Linked DNA regions of Mus musculus: all the other regions are linked to region 5. A link is a contact called in public promoter capture Hi-C data. All regions are on one chromosome and are shown on one strand. The core of a region is the stretch at or near the end of the contact, and the rest is flanking DNA. Distances in the headings are between cores, read along the strand shown.

Region 1 (4,100 bases), core at 1,517-4,016, 1.1 Mb before region 5:
TGGTTTTCTGGAGTCCAACTTCTTGAGCTCTTTGTATATATTGGATATTAGCCCTCTATCAGATTTAGATCTTTGGAAAAGATCTTTCCCCAGTCTGTTGGTTGCCGTTTTGTCTTGACAGTGCCCTTTGCCTTACAGAAGCTTAGTCATTCTGCAGAGAGCCCAGCAGGCTTTGGAAATTTGAGTTGAAGTGCCAGAGAATTGAGGCAGAAAACCTCACATGAAGCCTTTAGTAAGGGTGGGATGATCTAGAATGCTTTTCAAAAGGCTCATTTCTAGAGCCAAGAGTCCTCTGGTTGGGCCTCAGGCCTGGCAATCTGTCTCTTTAGAAGCCTCCCTAAGAACTTCATCAAACTAGGGCTGGAAAAGGGTTCTCAAAACAACTCTTATCCCAAAGACCCCTTTTTCTGTTTCTATCCCAGTGTCACCCACGAAAACTTGCTCAGTAAAGCCTAGGGCTCCCTGCCATCCTGCCTGCCTGAGGAAGAGAAAGGGAACTTTCTCTACATGTTCTCAGAGTTCATCACTGATGCCCATTTCCATCCCAAAGACCTTCTGGGAAGACATATACCTACTGCTTTCCTAGGTCCGTGCAACCAACGCTGTCAGGGGCCATCTACTCACCTTACTTCCACCCCCATAAGTGAGGCTCCATGGCGCTTCCTTTGCCTTCTTACCAAGAGAGCCTGTGAGGAGGAGGATGCTAGGATGTGACATCAGACAGAATAGTGTTGTACCCGTGGAGGACTAGGAGTCAGAGGGCTCATCCAGCCTAGTGGTCAGCCCCAGTACAATAGTTGTACAGTTCCTTTAATATGCCATCTTTCCCAGACACAGGCTTAAATACACTTATTGATGAGTGCTGTGCTCATTTTCAAATGTGTTTAATAATGCCCTCACTTGCCCAGTGGGCATGAAATCCTGGGAATTATTCAGGTTGAAATGTATTAACATGAAAGGTTGCTAGATATAGAAAAGTGTATGCTTGAAGTCCTGCTGGAAAAGCAGAGGTGGGGAGATTATAGGTTTTGAGCCATCCTGGACTAAAAGCAAGTTCCAAGGCAGTCTGAGTTCATAGACCCTGCAGAAAAAGAAGAAAGGAAGGATGGTGGGAATTAAAAAAAAAAAAAAAAGACATGGACCTTATGTTTAGTTTTGAATGCTGTGTTAAAGGGACTTAGATTGTCAGTGTCTGTGTTCTCGCAAGTCACCTTGGTATGGGCAGGGTGCTGCCTGGGCTAGCACTCTTTTTAACTCAGTTGACCCTGAGTTGACACATCTTTACCTTGTTCCCACTGATTTTTTTCCTTCTTAGTCTGTAATTTCTACAGGACCTCAGCAACCAGGATGATCTCTGGAAGAACAAACATTTCAGAACAAGCTGGCCCCAGCATCTCTGGCTACTAGCATAGAGGATGACGGAGCTTGGTCTGAATGAAACTGGATGCAGAAGTCTGAATGCCAGGGCAGCAGCCCGCTGCTCCATTCTAGGAAAGCATTGCACATTCTAGGCAAAGGGCAGAACATCCCGCTGGCATTTCAAATAGCTCTTGAAAGGCAGCCCTCATCCATTCTTGTTCATGTCCAGCAGGGTTCAGCAGGAGCAGGCAGTGCCCTTGTGTTCGGGGTTAATTGGTTCTTTGGTTTGAGGCTTTTATGTCGTTTCTCTCAAGATCCACCTCTTACTCTTCAGCCGCTGTCCTATTCGCTTGACTTCTAAAAAAAAATGGTCTCCAATTCCTGAATTCCTGTACCATCTTAGGACTTCAGTTTGTGGTTTCCCCTCCAGGGCCACCTGGTCACTTCAGCAGAGGACACCTGAGGTCTCCATTCTCTCTGAGGTCTTGCATTCCTGGCCTAGAGCTAGCAGGTGACTCTCAGTCCCATGAATGGGCTTATTCTTTCTAGCTTTTATATTCAGAATTCTGCTGCCACATTTCTTATATCTAATATAATCTTTCCATGTACCCATGGTCCAGGGTACTTTTTTTTTTTTTCAAAATAATTTAAGGTGTAATTGGGGGCAGGAGCTGAAGGCTGAGCAGTCAAGAACGTCTGCTGTCCTTGCAAAGGACCAGGGTCTGGTTCCTTTTTTTTTTTTTTTTTTTGGTTTTTCGAGACAGGATTTCTCTGTATTGCCCTGGATGTCCTGGAACTCACTTTGTAGACCAGGCTGGCCTTGAACTCAGAAATCCGCCTGCCTCTGCTTCCCAGGTGCTGGGATTAAAGGCGTGCGCCACCACAGCCAGCAAGGGTCTGGTTTCTAATACCTCAGGGCATCTCACAGCCTCCTCGAACTCCAGCTACAGGAAACCTGATGCCCTCTTCCAGCCTCTGCAGGTACTTGCATATGTACAGTGCACTGTACATACACTCAAGGACACAAATATACATAAAATGTAAATAATACATGTTTTCTTCTAAAGCATTTAAAGTTATAAATTATTTACACAAAACTAATTGTTAAAATGTCACTTTGGAAATTTTAACTAAATGTTATGACTTTTTATTAAAAATAAGAAAAAGAAGACCCTTTCACAGACTTGGGGTTCAATGCCCATAAGTGAATGTAGAGAATTCATGTGACATTCTGTGTGTGTTACCATGAGGCCTCGATTATGTTTCAAATTTAAGAGAGAGTGGTACAAATTAGCAATACTTCAAGCTATTGCTCAACTGCTGTATGAAGCTGTTCCAGAGCCATGCCTATTCCAGGAAGCCTCTGGAGCTGCCCATCAGCACACAGAAGAGAAGACAGGAAAGACGAGCTCAGTGCCCCAGCAGTAATGACTGGTTATACAAGAATCTGGTCCTCTCGCGTCATCTGAGGGGAGGGCTTGACAGGTTTGTAATCTGTCTCCTGGCTAAGACAATCTTCCTCACGACTGGAGGAGCCTAATCTTCTGATGGTGGCTTCCCCTGATGTTTTTATGTCTGGGTGTAACCTCCTTTTGCGTTGCTCTTTGGGGACAAGGCAGATGGGGGAACTACAGTGATTTGAAAGGTGTTAGGCGTCAGAATGATATTTAGGTTCCAGGCCAAGCTGTGCTGCCCTGAAGGATGGAGTCCCAGTGCATACATTTGCTATGTGTTTGTTTATGGAATTCAGGCCAGGGGCAGCCTAAGATCAGAACTCTCTTCCCCAGGTCTAAGAGCAGTTATCACACTGATAATTTTTGAGGAAAATTGTGTAGGATTCATTCTGAAAAGATCTGACTGATGGCTGGAATCTTTGGACTAATGACTTAAAATTTTGTCTTTTCATTATTTTTTTTTTCTTTTTCTCTTTGAGGCTGGAGAGGTAACCCAGAAAAACAAATGACACTTCTCTCTTTTTGGAGGCTCCTAGCTCCAAATCTTCAGGTGTGAATGCATAGCTTGTAGTAACTCCGGAAATCAGGATAAGGGGCTTGGGGAGCAATAGAGAGGAGAATAGCAGGCAACAACAAATCTAATCAAGGAAATAGGAAAGGGGGGGGGCTCCTTAGGGAGGAGGAGGGGCGTAAATGCAGAAGAAGGGGGAGAATAGAAGGGAGTGGCAAGATACAAGTGATCTGACGGGGCAGTGGGAGGAGATGGGTTCTTTAGGGAAGGGTGAAGGATGTAAGTAAAGAGCAGATCGGAGTCAAGTAGCAATAAGAATATTTGAAGTCACAAGGAATTATTCTCTTAACTATTTACAAAAAAAAAAAAACCCTGTAATACACATAGCTTTGTCTGTAAATATACATACAATTTTAATAAACATTTCTCATCTGGGCTGATGGTGGTCCCTCTAAGAGCCAAAGACTAACAAAAACCCCAATATCAGATATGAGAAGCCCTCTTTTGAGTTGTTGAACACAGCTGTCCAAGAGACTCCCAAACATAAAGCCTATTGCTGTGGTCCTTAGTTACCCCCAGAGGTAGAAGCTAAGTCCCCGTTGCTTTAGAAACAGGGCCCAGAGAGCCCTAGGCCAGAACTGATCTCAATGCCCCCTTCCCTAGGGACTAGCTTTCATTGGGCAAGAAGGTATCATGCAAGTTTGCAAAAGCACCTATGAACCACATCAACAGCCAGCTTGGCATGATGACGCTGAGGGTGCAGTAGTAAGGCACAC
Region 2 (4,374 bases), core at 537-3,036, 1.7 Mb before region 5:
ACTTCGGCTGTGTGTCATTGGGCAAATTGAATCCCTTCTCTGGTTTCTGTCACTGTGCATACATTTAACTCTCAGTGCCAAATAAGCTTTAGGATTCATTATGTGATTGCACACTGCTTAGTCAAATGGTAACGACAATCAGGAGAATGGCTCTCTCGTCCAACGCAGAGGGGGTTGATAGAGAGGCTCACGGCTTCAGGGTTAGGGATTTCCCATCACGAAAAGACACTGAACTTGAATTTGACTTTTAGATTGTGTTGGTTGAACTTAATTGCTAACTTGATGTGGGGGGTGGGTGAGGGGAGGGGGAAGAGAGGGAGAGGGAGAGGGAGGAAAGAACTCAGGGCATGTCTGTGAGGGAATTTCCAGAGTTTACCTGAGGAGATAAGACCCGTCCTGAATACGGGCCAGATGCGCTCTGACTGACCCTCATTCTTCTGTTACCGTACCTACCCTACCAGGATGAACCATGCAGACCCTCAACCTGTGAGCCAGAATAAGCCCATCCTAACTTAATTGCTTTTCTCTGTTACAGATTTGCAAACAGCCAATTCGTTATGTACATTCTAATCACTCCCAATGGAATCTCCTAGGGCTCCAAGGGCTGAAAAGCCAGGAATTTCTTTCAGATCTTCAAGCCAAGGAAAGTTAGCTCAAAAAACCTGAGAAAATCAGGTGACATTTGGATTTTTATGTGAAAACTTTTTTTAAAACTTCATCTATACATTCAGTTAAATCAGCAAAAGCCCAGTGCATGGGCCAAATGAAAGGGCTGCGCTGGCAACTCTATGGACTCTTTCAACCAGTCTGTAGATAAGGAAAGGAGTCTTCTTGCTCCCACCTGAAGAAGAGCCAGATGGCCCTCAGCAAGGCTGTGTAGCTGAGATTTCTAAGAAGGTAAGGTGCTGATCGTCTTCGATGTTGGAGATTTGAGGTGGAGAGTCAGCACGGGCAGTTTGCCAGTTCTACCCCTCCAGTCTCTCATCTAGCATAGCCTAGTTGTCCCACGTACACGACAGAGGAACCTTGTCATGAGAAAGGTTGATAAAACACTCTCAAGTGAGAGGGCATGATCCCCAGCTGTGCAGGATACAAACCCCCAAACGTTTATTGAGAGCCTCAGTGTGTGTCACTCACTGGGAAAAGTGGGGTATGTAATTCTCTCCCAGTTCTTTTGCATGTTTAAATATCTCACCTTCTTCAGGTTTCAGCTGAAATATCTCTTCCTTAGAGAATGCTGCTGGACAGGACATCCTCTCTGAAGCCTGCCTCCCTATCTCTATCTCTGAAGCTCATTCTTTTCTTCCACTTATTAAAATGTATAAGGATTGTATTTTGTAAAGGGCTAGCTCCCCTTATGAAACACAGGCTCCACGAGGGCAGGGACTTCATACACTGAGGTTGCTCAACAAATAGGCTGAATATTTTAAAATATCTCCTTGAAAGAGTTTTGAGCAATCCTTTTAAATTTCCTTGGCCTCTTGCATTAATACCACTATTTTAAGGATGAGGTGAAATTGCATTTTGAGAAAGAAATGGTTAGGAGCAAAAAACTGGTGCACAACCAGTGAATTTTATGTTTCTTGTACCCACTATGGGACAGCTTGCAAATTATCTGCAAAGGAACCAAACCTATTTTTAAAGATCCCTGTGCCTCGCAGCTCTAGGTGATGACATCAGAGAACCTCTAGTTCCACGTCCTAAGCCGAGCCTCGTGGTCCTCAAAAACTGCAAGCCCCAGGATGCAGCGCGGCATGGGGAACCCAGCGCCCCGCGCGCGGCCGCGAGCCACCACCCTGGAACTAGGAAGACGCCCGATTCCTTTGCCCGCCACGCCGCCGGGCGTGCGCGGAGCCTGTCGGGACTTGTAGTGTTCGCGGTAGGGAGTGCCCGCTCCGGAATCTCAGTCGCTGTCTGGTCTGGTAGAGGCAGCGCGTGCACGCGTGCGCAGTGCGCGGGCGGGCCGTCGTGGGCGCCGCTCCCGGCAGCTGGGTGCCTGAAGGAGCCGGGACCGCGGTGGCGCGGGTGCTCCGGGCGGAGGCCGCGGTAAAGTGGGGCATGAGGTGTGCAGCTCGGGTGTGCGTGTGTGGAAGGGGAAAGCGGGGCGAGGAAGGCAAGGCTGAGGCGGCCACCGGCTGCTGAGGGGGGCGCGGGGCCGCGCCTCCTCGCGCGTCCGCGGGCGCGCGCACCTGGGCGAGGCCGGACTCACCTGTGCGCGGGTTCCTCTGCGCCCGACGCCAGCCCTGCGGGTCCCCGCCAAGGCCCACAGCCCCTGGTGTCCTCGCTGCCGTCGCCGTGGCTCGGCCCCTGTCGGGGATCCCGGTGGCGACGCCTGTCGGAGCGGCGCGCCTCCAGGGCCGTGTCCGCCCCATCCGCGCCGCTCGCTCCCGCACAGCCCGGCTTCCCCGCGTGTGCGGACCGAGAGAGTGGCAGGGTTGGGAGTGCCCTGGCCAAGGTCAGGCGGGTGGGACCCGAGAGGCGCCTGAACTCTGGGTTCGGGACTTGGAAGAGGGCTGCCCTGCTCGGCTTCTGGTTCCTTTCGGATGCTTTCTATTGACCCTCCCGGGAGAGTGTCCGGGGAGAAAGTGGTGTCAGGTTGAAAGCGCCCTGCTGCTGTTCGCGGTGCTCCGCTTTTGGTAGAATCCTCGTTCTGCTCGACACCCAAGCTGAGGCTCCACCGAGGGCCGAGTAAATTCAGAAACTGATGTTGTCTGGGACCGAGTCCCGAGGACAGGTTTAAGGAACAGATACCAGGTAGTTTATGGCATTTCGTTTTCTAGTTCGCCTTCCCGTTCTTTCTAATACTTGCTTGGATGAGTTGGTCGTTATCTATCTTAATAAGATTTTCTGTACTCTTGTGAAGTCGTATTGCCCTTTGTAAATTAGTTTTCTAACCAGAAAAGCTTATTTCCTGTGTGTTTAATGACCGGAACAAATAGCCCACTCCAAGGTTTATACCATTGTCTTAAGACTGTAGAGTGATCTGCTCTCTAGCTTCCAGGCTTTTTACGTTGACGGCCACTGGACGAATCTGTAGCGAAGTTTAGAAGAGTGTTAAGTGACTCAGACGCTTTGGAAGTAAAATGAAAAACCATTTTTAGTTTACAGCTGGAGATGAACTATTATTTCAAAAATAGTAACACGAATTTTGAATACAGTGCGTCTTAGTTTATCTTACCAACAAACTTGTGGCAAACCATTTTCCCTCAAATTTAAATATTCCATATTCTGGACCAACTCTTCTACAGAAAGTTGATTTTCTTCTTTAAGAGCAGAGATAAACAAGAATAGTAAGTCAGCAGAAATCAAATTAATAGCTTATTTTATAGTGTTATAAACCCTACCCTGTGCCAAATGTCAGATTTCTATTGAAAAATAACACTGTTTCAGTGGACATACTGTGAATCTGTGCTTGTAAAGAGTCACTAGCTTGCCACACACAGCAGGGAAGTGATATACATGTTGCCTTCTGTCTCCCTTTATCTTGTTGGCTTCTGGTTTCACTGTTGCTGTTGGGGGGCGGGGAAAGCAGCAGGTTTGTATCTTTTTTTTTTTTGTCTTCTGTTTGGGTTTAGCAGTGTAGCAAAATAGGAAAGACTGTGCTGTGTACATCTGTTTGGCGGAGACTGAGACAGTGGGACAGGATAAGTATACAATTGTGAGGAAACGGCCATGAGTTCATAAGCAGGAAGGACCTTTTTAGAAGTATTTAAGGATGTTAAGAATAGCATTGGATTCTTTAAACAGTTACTGTGGGCAGTATTCAAAGATAGGATAAGATGCCTAGGGCAATAGGAAGATACTTGGGAAAGGTGGAAACTTACATCTTTATGTGAGCTTTGCTGCTGAAAAACTGACTACTGGGCCTAAGGAAGTTCTTTACTGTTATGCCACTACTCAGATTGTAACTCTTGTCCTCCCCCTTTAGAATTTATAATTCAGAAGGAAATCTAAGAAATAATTTGTTAGTATAATTTAAATCAGATTTTAACATGAACTTGTTGAGTAGTGTGCATTGTCTTATTCTCATTTAAATAGCTCTGTAGTGTAAGAATGAGGAGAAAGGCTTTTGGGTGGGATGCAGTGACTGTCAGATGTGTCAGAGGCTACTCTGCTTTGGCTAGTAAGTTTCAAGAGTTGTAGCAGGGATGTTTTAAGCATCCACTGGTTGCTAGCTAGGAGCTGAAGATACACAAATAATCACCTTCCATATGCCTGAGCAGTACATTTTCTGGCATATCAAGACTTTATTTAAAATTTCAAAAATTGGTTCTGATCTGCAATAATAGATTAAGATTGATGCAATAGGAGAGAAACATCCAATTTTAGTTTTCTTTATTTAATTTTATTCATTTATTTCCACTGCTTGTGAGT
Region 3 (3,979 bases), core at 1,332-3,831, 1.6 Mb before region 5:
TGCTCCTCAGCCCTTTCCTGTGGGTGAGACTCCATTTTCTCCCTCGCCTCCTGGCCTCTACAGAAGCCCTGGCACCAGGCAGGCACTGAGTTGCCTCTGGCTTAGCCAGGTGACGCCTCTGACCCCCATTGTGTGTGCTGATGACCCACTGAATGGCTTGTTGCCCGGGGACGCCCACAACTACAATCTTCAGTGACATTTTCCTTCTGTGCTCTCATCCACAACAACCATGTCTTCCAGATTCTCTCATTCCCCTTGGGATCCCTCTTAGGGACCCTCCAGCCCTTACAGCCTTTACCTGTCCTGAAAAGGCTCTAAATTGATTTGCCTTTCCAACCAGATTTGGCCTTAATAGCCCTTCTATAACCAGTCCAAATGGCCAGCCAGCAGCACCCTTGATCCTAATTTTATTCAGGACCTTTACAAATACTGTGAGTTCTCAGAGAAATGGAGAGTCCCTAGTCCCTATTTTTCTTTTCTCCAAACCCTGTTTCTTTCTGTCTGGCATCCCTCCCCTCCCCACACTGCTTAACCATCTTGCCTTCAAGTTTGCAACAGGTTAGGGCCAGATGGGACCAGAGACTACAGCACACACTCATGTGCATAAACACACACACACACACACACACACACACACACACACACACACACACACACACACACACTCCTGAAGTATGTACAGATCATTTGCCTGTAAATTTGATTCCAAATTCTAGGCTCCAATTCCTCCACATGGCCTTGGCTTTTGCAGCCTGTCCACATAGAACTATGTCCCTCCTCCTAAGACACACACACACACACACACACACACACACACACTCACACTCTTTCTCCCTGTCCCTTCATGGACTCAGATTTTATTACAAACTGGCCCTGGTACACCTTCTCTGCTTTGTACTTCCTAACAGCCTTTCTGCTTGAAGTCTGTCTGCCTCTGCTCAGCTCCTCTCTCTAACAGGAGTTCTCCTCCTCCTCCTCTCCCCATAGGTTTGTGTGACCCGAGGAATTGCTTGCGGGATATGAGTTCCATAAAAGAGAATTCCGGAGAGAAGAGTATCTGCAAAGGCTGATGGATCAGAGCTTACCAGGGAAGCGGTAGATCAGGTGCTGAGCTATCAGGCAGCCAGAAAGCAGATTTGTTTCAGGTGGAACTAGGGTCCCCATGCATGGCATAGAACCAGAAGGAACACAAGCGCCAGGAGAGCCGGGGTCACAGCACTAATATGAAATATAATGTGGCAAGGGGGGTACCATGGTGAACCCATGTCAAGGTGTGCCTCTGAGAAATTATGCCATGCAACAGAACTGGTATAAAAGGGAGTTTACTGGCAGAAGGGAAGAGGAGAGAGCACAGGGGACAGAGGAGGACCAGTAGACATCTATGTTTCTGTAGTCTGAGGATTCCAGCCAGACACAAAAGTACTTCTCATATCAGAGACTGTGTGTGTGTGCATGTGCATATGCGTGGGTGTGTGTCTCTCTTACCCCTCTCTTACCCCTTGATGTGTGGGACTTGGACGAAGTTGAGGCTTACCTCGGGGACTGCTTTGAGGGGAGTTGTTTTAAGGAATTCTGCACAAGGGAACAACCCGGATGTAGATTAGCGCCCTATCAGCGACTCCTCCTTGAGTCAGGGTCAGCAGCACTCTGCCCACCACCCTGGGGTGTGTTATGGCGAGGTGCATGGGGAACTCAGGTGGGGACAGCACATACTTTAATTCTCTCATCTTCCAATACAAGATTTATGTGTTCTGTGTTGGCCAGGCACAGAGATCTGCCTCCGGGGTGACAGTTGCTCTTCCTGATGATTCTTAGACTCATCTCGGTCCCAAACGTCACTTAAATCCTCATGTGAGAGCTCAAAATAAAACATCTTGTTTTGGGACACCTTGATTTGCCCGAGCGCTGGGACTGCAGGCGCGGGCTGGGCGCTTCTGTGTGGTAACAACGCATTCCCTAACAGCTCAGGGTGAAAAAGTACAAACTGTACAAAGCCCGGTGGCCACGGCATGCTCCCGGTGGCCCTCCAAGTACCAAACCCAGATACCCGAGGCGTGCTATGGCATGCACTCCACCGAAAGCAACTTTAAAAGAGAAGCGTTAGGAAGGTTTACACTGTCATTCGCCAATGCTTTTTGCTTCTCTCACTTGAAACTAGGTCTGGGCACTGGGTTTCTGCCAGTCCTGCTGACGCTGCCTTCCCACGGCGGCGTCAAGTTCACAGCCACAGTCCCCCAAGCTGGGCACCGGTCCATTGCAGCTGTGGCCGGGGTCGATGTGACCGCCCTCCGCACTGGACGACCTGGGAACTTTCCAGGCGATTGCGCAGTGCTAGGCAGGTTTCCCTCTGTTAAGTGCCACTTTGGTCTTAAGGTCTTCAATCTCTGAGGAAAAAGAATCCTAGAATGAGAAACTGAGCCAGCCGGAGGGTGGAGTCGCGGCCCGCCCCGCCTCGTCCCCGCAGGCAGTCCCCGATCGGCCCCCCTCCCGGGAGCGGTGCCCGTCCCCCTGGCGCTTCGTCACCGCCGCTAGGCCAATGGGCTTAACCGTACGGCCGCGCACACTCGCACCCGCTGTCCCCAAGACCCCGACACACCGTCCCGAGCGCGGTTTTTCGGCTGTGGTCCAGCCCGTGGCCGTCGGAGTCGTCATGCAGTCCCTGCGTACCACGCTCCTGTCTTTGCTACTGCTGCTGCTAGCGGCTCCTTCCTTGGCGTTGCCGTCGGGGACCGGCCGCTCGGCCCCAGCTGCCACCGTCTGTCCCGAGCACTGCGATCCCACCCGCTGCGCCCCGCCGCCCACGGACTGCGAGGGTGGCCGCGTCCGCGACGCGTGCGGCTGCTGCGAGGTGTGCGGCGCGCTCGAGGGTGCAGCGTGCGGCCTGCAGGAGGGTCCCTGCGGCGAGGGGCTGCAATGCGTAGTGCCCTTCGGGGTGCCGGCCTCGGCCACAGTACGACGGCGCGCACAGGCCGGCCTGTGCGTGTGTGCCAGCAGCGAGCCGGTGTGTGGTAGCGACGCCAAGACCTACACCAACCTGTGCCAGCTGCGCGCCGCCAGCCGCCGCTCCGAGAAGCTTCGCCAGCCGCCGGTCATCGTCCTGCAGCGCGGCGCCTGCGGCCAAGGTACCCGCCCCGCCCTGCGCTGCACTCCTGGGTGGCTCCCCACTCTCGCCAACTCAGCCCGACCAGTCAGGACCGTCGGGAGGGGATGCGGAGGTGCAGAGAAGCACTGCGGGGTGTTCTAGGCATCCAGTTAGTGGGAGAGAGAGACGATGGGGCTCGGGGTAGCTGTGTTTCAAAGGCTCCCTCCGGCCCTATTTCTGCGCCAAGCATCGGGTCGTTTCGAGAAACGCCAAGCAGGTGCTTTGCGCGCTTTGGTCCAGCACCCCCTGGCCGGGGTGACTAGGCATCGCGCTGGGGAAAGCCGCGTATCATACCAGGGATCTTGGCAATGTTGAGATACATGGCTTTGGGATCGCAAGAACTCTTGTCGCCTTCCCTTCCTTCTCCCTTTCTGCTGAGTCCTCTCTTCTTGGAACTATCTAAGCAGTGTTTTTCTTATAGAACCTCTTCGTGAAAACTTTCACTTTGGGGAGAGGGAACATCTCTGCTCAACTCAGCAAGCATTTTTCTCACCCCGCCTCCTAAGCAGAAAACGATTTAGTAACTCCGGCCCTCTTCCTCCATTGATTTAAATCAACTTTACAAAAACGCCCACGATTTGGTCCTTTTTTGGTCCTTTGGTCCTTTTGCCTGAGTTCAACCAGGTAGTGGACCGTGAAATTTGAGGTAGAGGAGGGGCCCACTGGGGATGAAGAAAAAAATGCACCCTCTACCCTCTCTCTCCTTGTGGGACCTTTCTGTACCCACAAGAGCTGGACGTGGTGGTGGCGACAGGGTAAAGGGGCTTGGAGAACTGCCCAGCTCCCTGCAGGACCTTCCAGAGAAAAGCTTCGGTTAAATCCAGAGATACCCTGTGG
Region 4 (4,089 bases), core at 1,285-3,784, 1.2 Mb before region 5:
CACATGTCTGACTCGACTTCTTGCCTTCCAAAATCAAGAAATTTCTGGCCAAAAAACAAAACTGTTTTATTCCCCCAAGGGATTTGGATGAAAACTAATGACAAAGCCACGTACAACATGTCTCAATTGGAGTCTGATTTGCTTTTATCTGTTCCATATGAGCTAAATAGTTTCAGCAATAAAATGTGTATAACCTTAAAAAACAAACAAACAAACAAAAAACCCAACCAAACCCTAGTCATCTCTCTGAGTGCTAGAGATGCCCTCTACACAAAGGAGAATTCAAAGAACAGTATAAGGTATTACATTTACCTAGCACTGCTTTAAAAGAAATGTTTAACTGAAGGGTTACTACTGATAAGGAAGAATACTTAGCCCAACTTTTTTTTTATTAGGTATTTTCTTCATTTACATTTCAAATGCTATCCCGAAAGTCCCCTATACCCTCCCCCCGCCCTGCCCCCCAACCCACCCACTCCTGCTTCCTGGCCCCGGCATTCCCCTGTACTGGGTTAGCCCAACTTTTTATGTGACAATTAACCCAGAGGTTAGTCAGGCCTACTGAAGTTCTTTATTGTTCAATAGCTGTGTTTACTTCTATAACCTGTTGATTATGGTCATTGAAAGATTTACTCTCCAAGAGAATTTACATTAGTAAAGGCTGACAAACGAGACTTAGTTCATACAGAGTAACATGGACCTTCAAAAAGAATTAGAACACAATTCCTGAGTTCCCGTCTGCTAAAGACTCTGAATGCATGAACACTGTGATAAGGCTCTTCTGAGAAGTCAGAAAACATAAAAAGGAAAACAGAAATGAAGCCACATCTGAAGAAATCCAAAAAAAGAATGATACAATCTAACCTGTTCACCCCAATTTAGCTCCACTTTTTACTTTCCACGGCAACACTGCTGAAATGTTGAATAATTGAAATTTACTCTGGAGATACAACAAAGGCGTCCAAAAGGCCATGGAGGGAATTTCAACTAAAATTCAAAAGCCACAAGAAGTCTGCAAAGAAAGACACGTAAGTGAAAACTTTGCTAGGGACTACAGGCTTAGTAACAAGTTAATAACATAATTTGTGTGTCATTATCATTAACTGAAAAAAAAAAAAAAAAGCAAGGGCAAGCTTGGTGGCCCACAATTACATCCTAGCCATTTGTGTTACTATCATGTTGCCACTGGTCATTTACTTTTAACAAAAAAACTTCAATGCCATTCATATATAATATGCTAATTTCAAGAGATGCCAGGCTTAATGTTGCTGAATAAGTCCAGTTGCACATAAAAGTACATTAGCTCTATCGCCAGGGAAATATATGTAACAACCACCAGGACTCAACCACGGCATATCTGAAGCCCATCTTCAGTGTCCCACAGTACAACAGTTACGGTTTCCTGGGAAACACGGGACCCTTACAGGAAAAGAACTTCAAACATCCCAGTTCCCCCGCAAGGAACTTCCAAGAAAACGTTCATCCTCAGCTGTGCTGAAGACAACATAAACTCAAGACAAAGTCTTACAAGTAGTCCAGATGTTTTAAGCAGCTGTTTTCATGCTGTGTCTTCTAAGTGTAATTTCCCTGGACCTCACAACTTCAGAAGTCTTCATGTCCGTTCTCACTCCTCTGTCCGGTTCTGACCAGCACACAAAGGAGTCATTAAAGAGGCCATGTGGTTACTGGCAGCTACCACTGACTATACTTAGGATCTACAGTTAGACAGACAGCACTTGGACGCTTAGCTGAGGAGGAGCCACATTGAGCATCCAAGAACATTCCCGACAGTCGATCGATGATGAATCGATCGGGGACAGAAATCTTGAATGAGTCGGAAGATCCTCCCCAGCCTCACCTGTTCCCAACATTGGAAAGTACAGGCAGTAGACGCCAGGTCATGAGAGAAAGAAAACTCCTTCCCAACAGCAGCCCGGGGTTAACACCCTATCCAGGATACACCGGGGTTGCTGGGGTCGACTTTGGCACCCCGAGAATGCACTACACAGGGATGCTCCCTGCGATCGCCACCTGTCAAAGCCGGAGACAGCTCCCCACCCTGAGCTCCGAGCTGCGGCCCGACGGCGCCGACTCGCTCGCGAGCCTCCGGGCGGCGCACCCAGTCACTTACGAGCCCAAGAGAGTCCCGAGTCACCACGCTGGCAGCCCACGGGGCACGCAGGACCCTCCGCTGTGGCCAAGGCGAAAGCGGTGTTAGCCGGCTAGCAATGAACCCGGCACTTTACCTTCCGCCATTCCGTCAACGTGCCCTGAGTAACCGTAGCGCCGCCGTGGAAGCTGACCGCCCCCCGTGACTCACCTCCTGACAACCGCACCGAGGAATCCCCACAGCCCTTTTCACTGCCGTCGCCGCCACCGCCACCGCCTCAGCGTTCGTCAGCGTCGCAGCTGTAGCCGCCATATTTGTTGTGTCTCCGCTCCCTTCCCGCCCGCCCCACGCCTTGCCCAAGTCTCGCGTGAGCGTGCTGCAGGGAGCAAGGAGAGAATTATGTCTCTCCTGGGGTTCCGTAGGCGGCAGTGGGCGGGGACTCAAAGGGGTGTGTGAGGGGCGGATGCTCGGAGTGGGCAGGGCCCGAGCTTGCCAGGCCGAGGGAGTCTTGCGCAAGGGTTCGTGGAAAGCCTTGCGAGCTTAACAGGGCCACCCTGCCCGAAGCGAGGATGGCGGTCTCTGCGCTCCAGCTGTGGCGTATGGGCGGGCTGGTGAGTGGGGTCGGTCGAAGCGACCGTCTCAGGAGGCCTGTGGCCACACTGATTCCTGGCGACGTCATCTTTTCCTAATGGGCTGGGGGTCTGGGAGGCTGGTGGAGGGGGCTGAGCCTGGGGCTGGGTCTCCACAGACCCTTCACCTCCGTCTGGTTTTCCTTCAGGATCCGTCCCAGCTCATGCCACATTTCCCCGGATGATGATGATGATTTTTTTGTTTTGTTTTTTGGGGTTTTTTTTGTTTTTGTTTTTGTTTTGTTTTTTTTTTTTTTCGAGACAGGGTTTCTCTGTATAGCCCTGGGTGTCCTGGAACTCACTCTGTAGAGCAGGCTGGCCTCGAACTCAGAAATCTGCCTGCCTCTGCCTCCCGAGTGCTGGGATTAAAGGCGTGCGCCACCATCACCCAACCGATAATGATGATTTTTAATGACTAAAATCTAGGCCTGCTTGTCGAGCCTATTGACACTCTCTTCCCTTCAGCAGCCCAGCTGGAAGGGACCTCTCATATTTCTGGGTCTTAACCATTCAGGGAAGGAATTTCTTAGGCTTTATCTCACTGCGGGGATCTGACCAGCTCCCTTAGATTCTGAGGAGCCCAAAAGCCCATTCTAGTCCTCTTCCTCAAACTTGGTCTGAGGCCAGCCTCTTGTCTCACCAGGATGTTTCTGGCCTCCCTTTGCTCTCTCGGATTTCCTGAGCTTGGAATTAGGACACACAGTACAGTGCAGATGACAGCATCTGTCAGAATAACAGAAGACACTCTGACCAGTCAGAGGGGGCAATGGGTTGAACCATGAGCAAACCTACGTTAGCTGGACTTGGTGCTATTTCTTCAGGTGCCTGAAAGAGACAGCTTTCCTGGAGGATGTTTCTCTACTTAGGCGATTGACGAGCCCATTTAGCTAACTTTGAAGTGAAAGGACAGTTGGGTGCCTTTGCTGTGGTTGTAGTTAGCTGGAAACCCTCCAGCTAAATAGTAATCTTAAAATTTCCTCGGGCAGATGTTAAGTCTCAAGTCTCACCCATTATTCTGGCGAGCAATCAAAATCCTGCAGTATTTATTCCCGGTTTTACAAGCTACTGATGAGAGGAAGTAGCTTGTAAACGGTGAAGCAAGTCTGCACCTCTTTGCCTCACATTGTAGATAATTAACGTTATTTTATTGTTTTACAAGCTTGGGGTGTTTAGGAAATTAATAAAGTTGTGTTAGTGTATTGTCACAAAGGATTAGAAATGGGTTCTTGTGATTATTATTTAATACTGTTTAATAATTGTTGCTTAATAATAATGTAGCCAGCAGACTTGTCTGGGTTGTTGAGTTTGGCCACCCTTTGTTTTTCTAGCCTACAAGCCCTTGGTGCTCTT
Region 5 (3,967 bases), core at 1,022-3,521:
TGTCTGGCAGGTGAAGAAGAGCCTTCCTGAACACACAACTCCTGAGGGAGGCAAGGTAGCAACCAGACAAGCCAGGTAACCAGGTCACCCATCCTGCATCAAAATAACTCAGCTCTGAGAGGCTACTTCTCTGTCCTCCTATGGAAACTCATCTTTTCATCAAGGGTTCAGAGTTGATGCCAGTTTGGTCTACAAAGTGAGTCTGGGACAGCCAGAGCTACCCAGAGGAACCCTGTCTCGAGAAACCAAAGATGATTGATAGATAGATATATAGATTATTCCTATTTATTATCTATCTGCTATTTATATTTAGCAGATATAAGAGCCCAAACATAAGAACTAACGACAGGCCGAGCATGTTGAACACCTATGTTTAATTTCAGGCCACCATTATTCCCTTCCCCATTAGCTCACAGGAATATCTCCACAGTACAGTCTCCATTAAGGGCTGCATTTGGAAGAATTTGTTTAGTCTGCCTTATTAAATAACCTTTCCTTAAATTGCTCTAAAAGAAACAGCAGGGTAAAGTCATCCAAAAGCCATTGAAAATCTTCAGCTTGAGAAGTAAATTTGGTTTGGCGCTTGTTAAATATTTACTTTTCTGAGGTAACCATTCACAAATGCAGCCCTTAATTTTTTTTTCTTTTTTTTGGAAGGTCTGTCAACATAAGCTTTGTTTTATGTAACCAATATTCTGGCTAAAATTCACCTCAAGTGCGTCACTGGCAAACAACTAAAGTAACACTACTGGGAAAGGATTGAACCAACTACACCGCACCCTCCACACACCTCCACATCACTACCCATTCATTACTATTTTTAAAAGTATACAGTTTGGGGGCTGGGGAGAAGGCTCGGTGGTTAAGAGCACCGACTGCTCTTCTGAAGGTCCTGAGTTCAAATCCCAGCAACCACATGGGGGCTCACAACCATCCATAATGAAATCTGATGCCCTCTTCTGGAGTGTCTGAAGACAGCTACAGTGTACTTACGTATAATAAATAAATAAATCTAAAAAAAAAAAAAAGTATACAGGTATACAGTTTGGCTCATCCTCAAGAACTCTGCAAAGAGCATAAAATACATATCCATATAACCATAGTAAAAGTAGACCGGAAGGTAAATAGATGAGACAGGAAAAAATACCTTTTAAAATATGTACTAATTAAAGTTTTAGGGGCTGGAAAGATGGCTCAGCAGTTAAGATCACCTACTATGCTTGCAGAAGACCAGAGTTTGGTTCCTAACACCCACATTACATGGCACAACTATCAAGAACTGCTCCAGGGGTATCGAATCCCTCTGGCCTCGGATGGCGCATTCATTCCTGATCACACACATACAATTTAAAGTACAGTTACAAGTTACATAAAATTAATTTACCTACAGACACTAACAAGTTTGATCAAGAAAATTTAGGGTGGAGAAATCAGAGGTTATTCAAGTAGCAAAGCCACTTCATTCCAAAACCACTCCTCCCTTAATATATCTTGACACATCTACAAGGTAAATGTACTCCCGGGCATTGCTGTAGGCCTGAGGCAAGATTTGCTGGCAGCAAGAGCTCCCCACAATTAGACTGGAATTTACTGAGGTTCAACATAGCTTGTCAAAGGCCTAAGGAGGGGGCTCTTCGTGCAGAGAGCCCTGTGGGCCAATCCTTAGCCACCATCTCATCACAGAGTGCACGTCACTTCCTCAATCCTCTTATTTGGTTTAGGACTGAAGAGAAGTGGGGATTGGGGAGGGATGGGTATGATCTGCCACGAGACGTAAAAGCTGCCCAAGGAGCTCGGACTTGGTCCGCATCAGCGCCCCCTCCCGGTGACGCGACCACAAGTTCGCAGTTCTGTCCCCAGGGATCGGGTCCTTCCCTCCTCTTCCCACCCCCACCCCCCACCCACCCCCCGCCAAGCTGCTCGTGGTGCCCCGCGCCCTCAACGCCGCCTTTTCAAAGTCGAGACCTCCAAGGCCCCAGTCCCCTTAGCCGAGTCCCCCGGGGACAGTGAGCCCAAGCCGTGCCCCGCCCGTCCTCACGCCGAGCCCGCCCCACCCCGGGCCTGCGTGGCGCCCTAGACCCGGAGATTCCAGTGTTGCCCCGGCGGAGACTCCAGAACACCGAGTGGGCCCTAGTCGCTCTGGCCCAGCCCCGGCGCGTACGTCGTACCTGACAGCGTCCGCTAAGCGACACTGACTGTACTTCAGCCACGAAGCGCGATGTGGCTGCCCGGCGCGTCAGGTCGTTTAAGACGACGTGTCTGTCCCGCCCCCGCCCGTTCTCTCAGTTCATTGGTTAAGGCGGAGGGCCGCACACCAATCACAAGAGGCTCACTCTCGCCCCACCCACCCGGCCTTGAGCCTCCGGGCGCCAAGTTCTGCTGCCTTCCCCAAGTGCGCAGTCTGCTTTTGTGCCTGTGGCGCTTGAGCTCTGCACTGAACTTGGAGCAGTTCGCTTTCTTTTACCCGAAGGGGAACGGAGGCCCGAAGGAATGGTGGCCTCTCACTGCGTTTCTCTAGCCCAGGGACCTTCCAAAACCTTTCCTGAAAGAGCCTGTTGGGAGCAACATCATATCTTAAATGCTGAAACCACATGACCTTGAACCCTCACGTACCAAAATGACAAAACAGATTACTGATGCTTCTAGTATCATCTCTGCAGCTGTAAAACGCCGCCCGGATGTTATTAACTGTTGTTATAAGTGGTTGGAAATGACAGCTACGCAGTATAGACTTGCCTGCACTCCCTCCACTACCATGGTTAAAACTCAAACCGGAAAAGGATATTGCAGGATAAACACAATCAGAAGGTGCTTAGGTATCATTTTTGTCTATAACGCTCGTTATAAATCAGAAAATATGAAGAGAATAGAAGAGTTATCCAATCCTGTACCAAAAGCTGTAGACCACAGAGGGCCAGTGATTCACTACCTTACACTTCAGGGTCAGGCAGAAAGATTTCACACTCCAGTTTGGAAAGAATGTGTGTGAATAAGAAAGCACAAGGATGGAGGGACTGGCACACCAGGGAGAGCCACTGTCAGTCCACGTATCCAGGGCTAGATGTGGGGTTTCTAGAACCCCAAAGAGAGAGGAGTTTGAGGAAAGACTACTTGGAGGGAGCCAGGAGCCTAAGGAGTCTGTTAAGACTGGTGGTAGTAGTGGTGGTGGTGCACACCTTTAATCCCAGGACTCAGGAGGCAGAGGCAGGTGGATCTCTATGAGTTCTAGGCCAGCCTGGTCTACAGAGAGAGTTCCAGGGCAGCCAGAGGTACAGAGAGAAACCCTGACTTGAGAAAACAAGAGAAAAGACAATCCCCACAAACTAGCCTCCCTAGACACAGAGCAAGATCAGAAAGAGGAGGAAAAGAAAGTGGGATGGGAAAGAGCAGAGGAAATGGTTCAGTAGGTAAAGTGATTGTTGGGCAAGCATAAAGAGACCAGAGTTCAGGTCCCCAGAGCCTACATAAACGCTGAGTGGGCATCGAGACCCATCTGAAATCCCAGCGTTCAGGGAGGTAGAGACAGGACAATTCCTAGAGCTCTGGGTTCAAGTGAGAAACCCAGGCTCAATTAAATATATTTAAATACGTAGGAATCAATCATGGAAGACACCAGACCTTGTGTACCCACACTCATGCAAACACTGGTACACAAACACACCAGACACATGTAAAGACAAACAAAAGAAGACCCAGGTAGAGAGACAAATAGAAGACATTCAACAGCCATAGCAGGGAATGTCTTAGTTGACCTGGTCAGTAGGGGCAAGAAAGTAGTGTGGGCTCAGAGATAGAGCAGTGAATCCAATATCCTCAGGAGCACTGAGCAAGCCTACTGGGCTCATCCTATCCTTGGCTAAGGTCATTTGCCCAGATCATTACTTCATTACTATAATGACCATTAATTACCCTCTAAGGCTCATTATTATGAGTGGATAACTTTATCTTTTTCATTTTTATTCCTTTC

Evidence for each region. Promoter capture Hi-C pulls out the DNA fragments that hold promoters and counts their contacts.
Region 1: a promoter capture Hi-C map of liver shows a contact between it and region 5, with 4 times the contacts expected there. The contact joins the enhancer-like site here to the promoter of Oat in region 5. A contact is called at or near these places in 7 of 39 promoter capture datasets (the 3T3-L1 cell line, the HPC-7 cell line, cranial neural crest and 3 more), 2 of 484 Hi-C or Micro-C datasets (3T3-L1-derived adipocytes and cortical neurons) and 2 of 115 datasets of contacts at active chromatin or transcription factors (astrocytes and forebrain).
Region 2: a promoter capture Hi-C map of liver shows a contact between it and region 5, with 5 times the contacts expected there. The contact joins the promoter of Plekha1 here to the promoter of Oat in region 5. A contact is called at or near these places in 5 of 39 promoter capture datasets (the 3T3-L1 cell line, hippocampal neurons, liver and 1 more), 1 of 115 datasets of contacts at active chromatin or transcription factors (large pre-B cells) and 2 of 9 other capture datasets (adipose tissue and liver).
Region 3: a promoter capture Hi-C map of liver shows a contact between it and region 5, with 5 times the contacts expected there. The contact joins the promoter of Htra1 here to the promoter of Oat in region 5. A contact is called at or near these places in 3 of 39 promoter capture datasets (liver and pre-B cells) and 1 of 115 datasets of contacts at active chromatin or transcription factors (astrocytes).
Region 4: a contact with region 5 is called in a promoter capture Hi-C map of pre-B cells, with 6 times the contacts expected there. The contact joins the promoter of Acadsb here to the promoter of Oat in region 5. A contact is called at or near these places in 17 of 39 promoter capture datasets (the 3T3-L1 cell line, 3T3-L1-derived adipocytes, the C10 cell line and 12 more), 3 of 484 Hi-C or Micro-C datasets (the 3T3-L1 cell line, CD4 T cells and embryonic stem cells), 9 of 115 datasets of contacts at active chromatin or transcription factors (astrocytes, differentiating embryonic stem cells, embryonic forebrain and 6 more) and 2 of 9 other capture datasets (adipose tissue and liver).

What each region holds. Positions count from the first base shown.
Region 1 is chr7:131,447,830-131,451,929 of GRCm38.p6, forward strand. No RefSeq gene overlaps it. Among named protein-coding and RNA genes, the nearest start is that of Gm39099, 12 kb to the right of the region's middle. Within about 2 kb of position 2,767, at least 5 of the 459 cell types and tissues checked have an H3K27ac peak or open chromatin away from gene starts, as enhancers often do. A contact at or near this core is called in liver, where this site is marked.
Region 2 is chr7:130,863,938-130,868,311 of GRCm38.p6, forward strand. It overlaps Plekha1 (pleckstrin homology domain containing, family A (phosphoinositide binding specific) member 1), which reads left to right and starts at 1,787. Exons shown (of 13, transcript NM_001346515.1): 1 at 1,787-2,046. It overlaps Gm5602 (a long non-coding RNA gene), which reads right to left. Exons shown (of 4, transcript XR_869992.3): 2 at 2,210-2,776.
Region 3 is chr7:130,933,622-130,937,600 of GRCm38.p6, forward strand. Htra1 (HtrA serine peptidase 1) reads left to right here and starts at 2,582. Exons shown (of 9, transcript NM_019564.3): 1 at 2,582-3,122. The coding sequence starts at 2,651.
Region 4 is chr7:131,408,067-131,412,155 of GRCm38.p6, forward strand. It overlaps Acadsb (acyl-Coenzyme A dehydrogenase, short/branched chain), which reads left to right and starts at 2,535. Exons shown (of 11, transcript NM_025826.4): 1 at 2,535-2,721. The coding sequence starts at 2,680. Ikzf5 (IKAROS family zinc finger 5) reads right to left here and starts at 2,412. Exons shown (of 4, transcript NM_175115.4): 1 at 2,321-2,412.
Region 5 is chr7:132,574,127-132,578,093 of GRCm38.p6, forward strand. It overlaps Oat (ornithine aminotransferase), which reads right to left and starts at 2,272. Exons shown (of 10, transcript NM_016978.2): 1 at 2,169-2,272.